Linked DNA regions of Muntiacus reevesi: region 2 is linked to region 1. The links are chromatin contacts, called in public Hi-C maps. All regions are on one chromosome and are shown on one strand. The core of a region is the stretch at or near the end of the contact, and the rest is flanking DNA. Distances in the headings are between cores, read along the strand shown.

The links. A called contact is a pair of places that touch in the nucleus more often than the background predicts.
Region 2: a contact with region 1 is called in a Hi-C map of blood, with 5 times the contacts expected there. The contact joins the promoter of RPUSD4 here to the promoter of CDON in region 1. A contact is called at or near these places in 2 of 3 Hi-C or Micro-C datasets (blood and muscle).

Annotation. Positions count from the first base shown.
Region 1 is chr5:28,489,075-28,493,416 of mMunRee1.1, forward strand. It overlaps CDON (cell adhesion associated, oncogene regulated), which reads right to left and starts at 2,487. Exons shown (of 21, transcript XM_065937369.1): 1 at 2,309-2,487; 2 at 438-581.
Region 2 is chr5:28,624,086-28,628,427 of mMunRee1.1, forward strand. It overlaps RPUSD4 (RNA pseudouridine synthase D4), which reads right to left and starts at 2,368. Exons shown (of 7, transcript XM_065937370.1): 1 at 2,163-2,368; 2 at 1,626-1,791; 3 at 209-410. The coding sequence starts at 2,351. It overlaps FAM118B (family with sequence similarity 118 member B), which reads left to right and starts at 2,457. Exons shown (of 8, transcript XM_065937377.1): 1 at 2,457-2,557.

The DNA.
Region 1 (4,342 bases), core at 1,237-3,736:
TAAGATCATATGTCTATAGAAATACTATCCCTAGACGTCAAGGCTTCTCTTCTGATGTGTTGCCTCAGCTACACTCTTAGACAGTAGAAATGCTAACTACAAGGCAATAGCTAATGTAACAATGTGTTAAAAAAATAACAAATTTCTCACTTAATCATTTTAAATTTCCAATCTCCAGCGTGATTTTGCTACAATAAGGCTTAATTCTTGAGATAATTTCTCCAGTATTTTACTTAAAAACAGTACCAATTCACTTACAAACAGTACCGATTTCAAGTCCAAACGTCTGCATGAGAAACATTTCTAGAGAAGCAACATTATACTTCAACTTCCATTTTGACAAAAACATACATGAAATCATCTAGAAAGTCACAAAAGCAGAAGGGCAAAAGTGAGAAAAGAAAAAGAAAGCATGAGAACTAGTCAACAAGTTTTACCTGAAATTCTTGGAGCCCAGCCCTATGGCAGAAGTTCTCACTCCAACATAAAGACTTCCTCTTTACATATACCTTAGAGATGGGAGGATGGGGGGTGTCCTATCTTAAAATGAACTTAGTTCCTTCCATGCAGAGTCAAGCCACCTGCAAAGAAGACGAGTAACACGGATTTAGAAGCCAGCCTACACGAGGTAGATCTGTATGCTCCAAGTCCTAAAGGTTCTCTGTGCTTCCTGGCTGGAGGGTCAGAGCTGTTTAAGTACTTTCCACAGAAGAGGAGGCTGATGAGAACCATGGCAATCAATCAAGGCGTCCCAAGTGAGTTACTACACAAACAATAGCACAGTACCTCTAGTAACTGATTTTCCTGGTTGATTAAACTATTCAAACAAAGACAGATTTCCCAAATACTATATCCGAGTTTTTGCATGAAAGTTAAACAATATACACATGTGTGTGTGTGTGCGTGCGTGCGTGTTTTACAGAAATATAAATGTTTCTGCTCCACACGCTGCCAAACACACACCCAGGGCACGTCTTTACGAAATGAAACAGGTTTTCTCCATCCTTCTCATATAACTTAGAGTATGAGGCAGTTTATTTCCACATGTGCAAAACAGAAACTACAGTATTTGGTGCCTCTCTGGGTTCCTAAGAATGCTTTCTAGTTAAGCACTCATTTAAATTTTCCAGAAATTTTCTAGAGGTCGCTTTCATCTTGTTCTAAAAGTTGAACTACTCCCACATTCTCAGCTAAAATAGACTACCCCCCAAAAAATGATCTATAAAATGTAATAGACTGTTTAGAATTGTACTGAGAATAAACCCATTTCATGCTCCAGTCCCCTCCCACCCTCTCCTACCAGACACTGTCCACTAGTTATGCCAAGAGTCAGCTGGAAAGTCTGCAGCTTGTGGCATCAGTGAGGCAAGGAAGGAGAATTGGCCTTGTTCACCTTTACTGGCCACTGGCCTGAGACTGTATCTCATGTTTCCTTTTAGTCCAGTCTTCTGTTTCTCAAGGTGTCTGATTTAAGGACACAGAGGTTAATGAGATTCCCTCAATTCTAGATGCCAACTTGGAAAGCAGCCTGCCCTTCAGGCACCTGCCACCCTCTGGAGTCTGAACTGGGAAAAACAGGCATTCTGGAGAAATCTCTTTTTGGAGAGCCTTCCACCTGATTTGGTGGGCTGGGGAGAACAATGAAGGGAAGGGCGAGAGAGGCTCTCTAGCCCCTCGGTGATTTATTACTGAAATTCCTAGATGTGGAGAGAATGCAACAAAGGTCTGGAAGCTGCAGAATGAAATAAATAGCGGGCTGTAATGTATTTAGCAAATGATAATGCAATCCACAGAATGCTTTACAGAGGAGAAGGAAAAAATACGCTCCCTGGGGCTGGGAAGTCACTGAGTCTGTGAAGGCAGAGAAAGATACATTGTGCAGGAAATTTCTCTTGATTCTCCCTACACATAAATCACTGTCTTCTCGGGCGCTCCGCGGGGATGGAGGTTGAGAGAGGCGAGAGATCCGGCTCCCTTGGGAAAACGATCCGGCGCCCCTTGCACCCCGCTATGCTTCATCTCACCTGCCCCAGCGGATCATTGTCAAAGAGATTGCATCGTGTCACTGACACCTCACCCCGCCTCCTCCACGAGGTGGCTGAGTCCCCAGGACCGGGAACCTAGGAGCTCCCCGCTGCGCATCCCTCAGTTACCCTTCCCAGACCCCGCACGCAGCCTGGACCCCCAGCCCCTCCCGGGCAGCCCGCTCTCCCGGACCTCCAGCTCCCAAGCCTCGTGGCGCCCAAGCCCGGTGTCCCCAGGCCACCCCCCCCCCCGCCCACCCTTAGGTGCGACCCCACCCGCGCACCTCTCAGCGGGGCTGGCTAAGCCCCCAGACCTCCTGCGCGGCAGCCGGCTCCGAAAGCCACCCCCAGGTCATCCCCCGCGCGCTGGCGGCGGCTACGGCGGCGGCGGCGGCTGCGATCCGAACGGGCCCCTCCATGCACCGGGCAGGGCAGCGGGAGGGCGCGGCGCCTCGCACGCCGGGGCGGGGGGCGCGGGGGCGGGCGGCGCGGGGTCCCGATCTCCTCGCACCAAGCCGCGCGAGCCGGGCACCCGGGACTCAGGGGAGGGGAGGCGGGGGTGGGTGGGCGGAGTCACCGGGGCGCGCCCCCGCGGCCGCGCTCCTCCCCGCCAAGGCGCGCGGGCGCGTCACCCGGCGGGCGCAGCGCCAGCGAACAGCACGCGAGGAGCGGGAGGAGGGAACCGGGCCGCGGAGGCCGCAGCTCCCCGCCGGCCCGCGCCCCGCCGGAGGGTGCGCGCGCAGCCTGCCAGATCAGCGGCGGGGGGACGGGCCGTACCAACGAGCGCGGGGGGGGGTGCTCTCCGGCAGGCGCTTCTCCCTGTCCCACTCTTGCTTGCGCTACAAGGGCGGCCCCCCAGGAAAGGAGAGGAAAGTCTCTGCTTTGGCTTAGGATGGGGGAGGATGAGCTGCCTTAGCAATGCTCGGAGTTTCCCATAATGCCTGCACTCCCTCCCCCCTCGCCTTTACTTCCCCGGGAGAGGCGGCCTTTGGGGCGGTCCACCTCTAGGCTCGAGCACGAGCACTACTGGCTTACTCGGTCCCCGGCTTCCCCGCCCAGGCCCCGCCCCTCATCCCTCCACCTAAGTCGTCTGCGGAGCCAGCCAGTCCATCCCTTCTCTTGGCTCGAACCTAGTGTCTGCCTTATGGCTCCGGCTTCCCGCCGCTTTTGGTTCCTTCGCCTTTGCCCCACGTTTAGTATTTAGATTCTTAGGCGGTGAATCTTCCTCGGGTTCACCGCTTCTCCCGCTCTGTCTTCACATACACGCAGGCAGGTAACAAAACTTCCCAGAGACTAGGAGAGGCTCAGCGTCGCCTCGGGCAACCACCTCGGCCTTTGGCCCCAGAGTCTTTCCAACTTGTCCTTTGGACGTGCCCCAAATGATCTGATTTCGGTGAACTTCAGTTGTTCAAACAGAAAAGGGGGAAATAATTTCTACTATATTTAAAAGGTTGTTGTGAAGCATGATACTTAGCGGAAAGCACCTGCCGCAGCATGGGCATTCGAGGATTGTGACCTCTATATATTTATAATAATAGCAGTTAATTTTTTACCATCATCGTCACTTACTATTTAACTACAAAAAAGAGCTCTAATGATACTTGGAGTTCAAAAACACTCAGTTCAGAACATCAGGAGAAATATGACGTTCCTTACCTTCCATGGGATCGCAGAGTCACGTGACTGAGCGACTTTCACTTCACTACCTTCTTAATTGAATTTCACAAGCAAAGGCTATGAAAGTGTGGTGGTGTTCAGACAGTTTAGTTTTTTTAACTTTAGCTACATCCAGGGTCTTTATGAACGCATCGGATCCTAAGAAAGTCAGTATAGGAGAGGGAACAAAGAACTCTACTTCTTTGTTCTCTATTGTTTCATTTTTTACTTATTCAAACCGAGTCTGTATGTTATTAACTTAAGGTATGTTACATGATTTTTTTCAATCAGTAAATAAGATGTCCTGTAAACAGTGAAGGTTTATTTGAACTGAGGATTTTGTATGAATGAAATCTGCAGGTTTCTTGCAGCACTCTGTAAGGATCCCATAGCAGTTCCCCTACAGACTTTTGAGGGTTCTCTCCTGGAACCTCATTGATTCTGGGCTTTCCCAGGACTCATAGTGCCCTCTGAATATCAGTATACCTATTTGAGGCACTAGTGGTAAAGAACCCGCCTGTCAATGCAGGAGACGTAAGAGAGGCAGGCTCAATTCACAGGGGGTTCGGTTCTTGGGTTGGGAAGATCCTCTGGGAGGAAGACATGGCAACCCACTCCAATATTCTTGCCTGGAGAATCTCATGGACAGAGGAGCCTGATGG
Region 2 (4,342 bases), core at 1,118-3,617, 130 kb after region 1:
CATGGGTTTGGGTGGACTACAGGAGTTGGTGATGGACAGGGAGGCCTGGCGTGCTGTAGCTCATGGGGTCGCAAAGAGTCGGACACGAGTGAGCGACTGAACTGATCCTAAGACAGTGCCTTCTGTCACCAGGGATTCCTGATGTAAGAACAGCTAAATAAATGAAAGAGGGCCTACAGACCTCGACCGCTATCAACAGGTTTCATACCAGTACTTCTTTGTCACCTGACGGGTTCTAAACAGCTCTTGGACTTGATGCGCCACTTCTTTTTCCCAAGCCAACACCATCACACCTGTGGTTTCCTTGTCCAGCCGATGGCACAGGTGCAGCGGCTTTGCCTTGTGGCCATGGAGTATCTTTGCCAGGATAGGCAGTACATCACTGATGCAGAGCTGGACCCCAGGGCCACCTGGGAAGGAAAGACCCAGAGATCTGAGTGGCCATGGAAAGATCCCACCCAAGACCTCTATATGGGAAAAGCATATACTGGATTAACAGCAGATGTTCTTGAGGGCAGCAAAACTGAAGTGTGGTTCAGGGACTAGCAACATGTTGGTATACCCAGGAAATCTGCCAGATAGGAATCTCAGGTCCCCCAACCCAGATAATGAATCAAATTCTGCATTTTAACAAAATGCCCAAGTGACTCATATACATAATAAAATTTAAGAAACATGATCCCAGGGTATGTGGCTTTCTCCTCAGACATACACAACTTTTTAAAGGTACTTATGTACTCAAACTAAATTAGCAACCAAAATGAGGAGGTCTGATATTTCACTATACAAACACAGGCTTGAGAATCTGCCAAGTAAACCCTAGTGAGAAATGCGAGACCATAAGGCCCTCCTGAGGCATTACCGAGGAGATGAAAGGATGGGCTTTGGGGTGATGCATTCCTGGGTCCCACTTTATGAAGCCTCCTAACTAGCCATTGATCTTAGATAGATTACTTGCCCTTTTCAACTTTTAGTTTTCTCATCTACAAAATGTAAATATCGCAATAATAATTATTTCTTGGGAATGAAAAGGCAAGAAACTAATGAAAGGATCAAAAGACAAAAATATACACAAAGCACTAGGCAATGTCTAACTTAATTCCTTGTTTTCATGTACAACCATCTCCATATCTCCCCCTAAAGCATTTGTACTTCTAGCTAAAACATGCCTTTCCCTCCAGCAAAACCCCTTCCACAAATGCATTTTTCCCATCAATCTTTCCTGACTCACTCCAGCTATCTCTGACAACTACATTTAACATTTATTAAAAAAAAATCAGGGTGTCCATTAAGGTCGAGGTGCCCTGGGGTTTTGCTAGGTATACACCAACACAGGTTATGTCCTTCTTCCCAATTTTGATGGGAAATAATTTGAAGACAGGAACTACACAGCCTTGGTCCTCTATAGCAACCCCTGGTGGAGGTTGGCACACAGCAAATTCCATACTGCTGGCTGCCAGATGCCTGGAAGATGGGGACCGTCTTCTTTATTTCTGTGTCGTCTCTGGTGCCTTACACAGGTCAGTACCCTTACAAAAGTCTAATTACTCTGAAAGCAAAGCTTCAGAAAGCCCCAGGAGTAATGCCAGAGTTGCCCCTCCCCCTCCCCGCCACGTGCTCCTCACCATGCACAGGGAGACCGTAGGGCTTATTGATGACCACGAGGTCCTTGTCCTGATGGACAATTCCCCGGCTCAGCGCCTTGGCCAGCACGTTGGGGTGGACGCGCTGTAGCTGCTCTGTGAACCGCACTAGTTCTCGCACTCTCCGCTGAACAGGGTTTGTGGGCGCCTACAGGGAGAGGAGGAGAGGCAGGAAATGCCCGGTGAGGAGGTCTTTCGCTAAATCTGGGTGACAATTTGGGAAGGGAAAGCCTGTATCTCTGCACTAGGCGCTCGCCTTCCTCGAGTAATTTGAGAGCAGGGGAGCGTGTCTGTCTCACTAGTATCCAAGAAGGGCTTAAGACTGGGGTCGTCAGGAGCCAAAGACCCAGCCCACAGGAAGATCCCGCACCCTGCTGAGCTGTCCCCTTCGCTTTCTCCTAGTTCTCCCACCACAAGCCCTCGACATTTACCTGACAGGTGTCAGAGGACCCGCCTCCCTCCCTCCCTCACCCCAGTGAGCGCACTGCCTCTTGGGAGTTGTGGTCCTTCTGGACTCACCGGCTCCTTCGTTTTCTGTTGCTGTTTCTGGGCCCGGAGTCTCTCTGCTAATCTCTGAGCATCCAGGGGCCGAGAGGCAGCAGCAGCAGCGGAACAAAGTGGCTTTGAGAAGAGGGTGAAGAGACTCCCGAGACACTGCCCGGAGCCCCGGACCCAGAGGCCAGGCGCGCTACAGCCGGACGCCGCCATCTTGCCGAGAAGGGAGGGACGAGGCAAGGCCACGCCCAGAGGAGAGCAGCGAAAGGGCCAGCGGGAGGACGGGTGGGCGGGCCCTGCAAGTCACGTGGGCGGGAGGGGCGGGGCCCTGGGCGCGTCACGTGGGGGCGGGTGCGTGCTGAGTGCGGCTGCGCCGGCCGGTAGCTGCAGCTGGAGCGGTGGCGTTTGGAGGAGACGCGGTGAGTGTGAGTGAAAGCCGGGTTGGGGCTGCGGAATGCCGGTGCCTCAAAGCTTTAACGTTTCTGCGGACCCAGGGTTTCCGTTCTCGGAGATCCCTGTCTCGAGAAACCGTTTTTCCCTTTGAGAGACGACCCCACTCAAAACCACCTCCCCGCCCCCGCGCTCGGTAGAGAGATGCCCCGTGAACGCTCGCCCCAGAGCCGTCTTGAGGCGCCCACCCTGTCCCTCTTGCTCCGAGGGACGCGTCGCGTCCCTTCTCCTTTCCTTATGGCTCGACCTTCGGAGATGCGGGATCAGTGAAACCTCTCCACCCCTCACCTCCTGACTCCCAGCCTCTTTGTTTCACGTTATAACTAGTCCTTCTCTCCCAGGGGTGACGGGGAGCCCCTTCGGTTACCCAGGGGCCTATATTTCCTTCCTAGCGAGCACCTTGAGTTTCTTCTGCCTTCTTCAAGAATTCATTTCTTGGAGTCTCCTCCTTCAACTCCCCTCCCCCCCGCCACACACACACACACGGCTTCCAAAGAGAAGACAAAGTACAGAGCAGGGACCTTCCCTTCCCTTTTCTCCTTCCTTCATTTCCCCCTCCGCCGTTCGCAGTCTGTCCCGACCCTCTCCTCTTACAAGGTGCAGCGTTGGGACCCCCATGCCCAAACTGCCTGCGACTTCGCGAAGTCAAGACTTTCTGACTTCACTAAGGGGTGGCAGGGAAGAGGAACGTCTGGTTGGGATGGTTATAAAAGTAGCTTGGGACACACCTGCCATCTGTTAAGGATGATGCCCTAGCCCTAAAGGGTTGTCAGAAAGCGAATGAGTCTGCGCTGACAGTTAACTGCCGAGCATGAAGGCTGCCAGACGAGTTGGTGGAATTAGGCTTGTATCCTACCCCTCTAAAACGGATTGCATAAAACAGAGTTGAACAGGTAAGTGGAACTAGCCTGCAGAAGACTCACCTGAAGAAGAGTTTGATCTAGATGTCAGCCTGTGATCTAAGGAGTCTGTGAAGTTTCTGGAGCAGGAGGGAGACTCCTTGAAAGGTAGAAACGAATCTGGCAGTTGAACGCAGGACTCATTGAAAAGGAGGGCGCTCTGAGAGCAGGGAGATCAGCTAGGATGCTGCAGTCTAGGTGGGCAGGAGTAAGGCTGTGCTTGGTTCAGTGGGCTTCTTCCCTACACCGTCCTGTCTGAGTTTAAATTGAATTTGAGTTGTGCAGATCAAGATGTATCAGTTGGCAGCTGCTGTTGAAGGGTTCATTCATTCTTTTTTTTTTTAAATCCCCCCATCTGGTGCAGTGCAGAGTAAACTCACAAATATCCCTGGACTGGGTGAGGTGCATCATAGGCTTGTATTAGGTGTGTCTGAACATTTTGAATCGTCTAATTTCTGTCCATTTTTAATCTAAAGAGTGGAGGAAGGAGTAGATGTATTTGTAAAGAGGGGAAAAGAAAGCCTGTGCGTGTTTCTGTTATGAGAGGTGATGGTTATAAATGTGAAGAATTTCAAGGGAGACTGGGGAAACAGCCTCTGTCTCTCCTACTGTTTTTCCCCCACAGATTCACAGGAAAGACACAGATGTATAGAAGTTGAGAATTACCACCTTTTACTGATAATGCCCCAGCCTCAGTTTCTAATTTCAATAAACAGTTCCACATCACATGTTACGGAGGTACTTGAAGCCTCCTTTCCAGGGACTCTAAAATTTGGATATCAGGACTTAAGTTTGTGTCGTTATGTTTAATTACAAGCCTGTTTTAGGTGAAGGACTTCTATGGTTTTGTGTGGA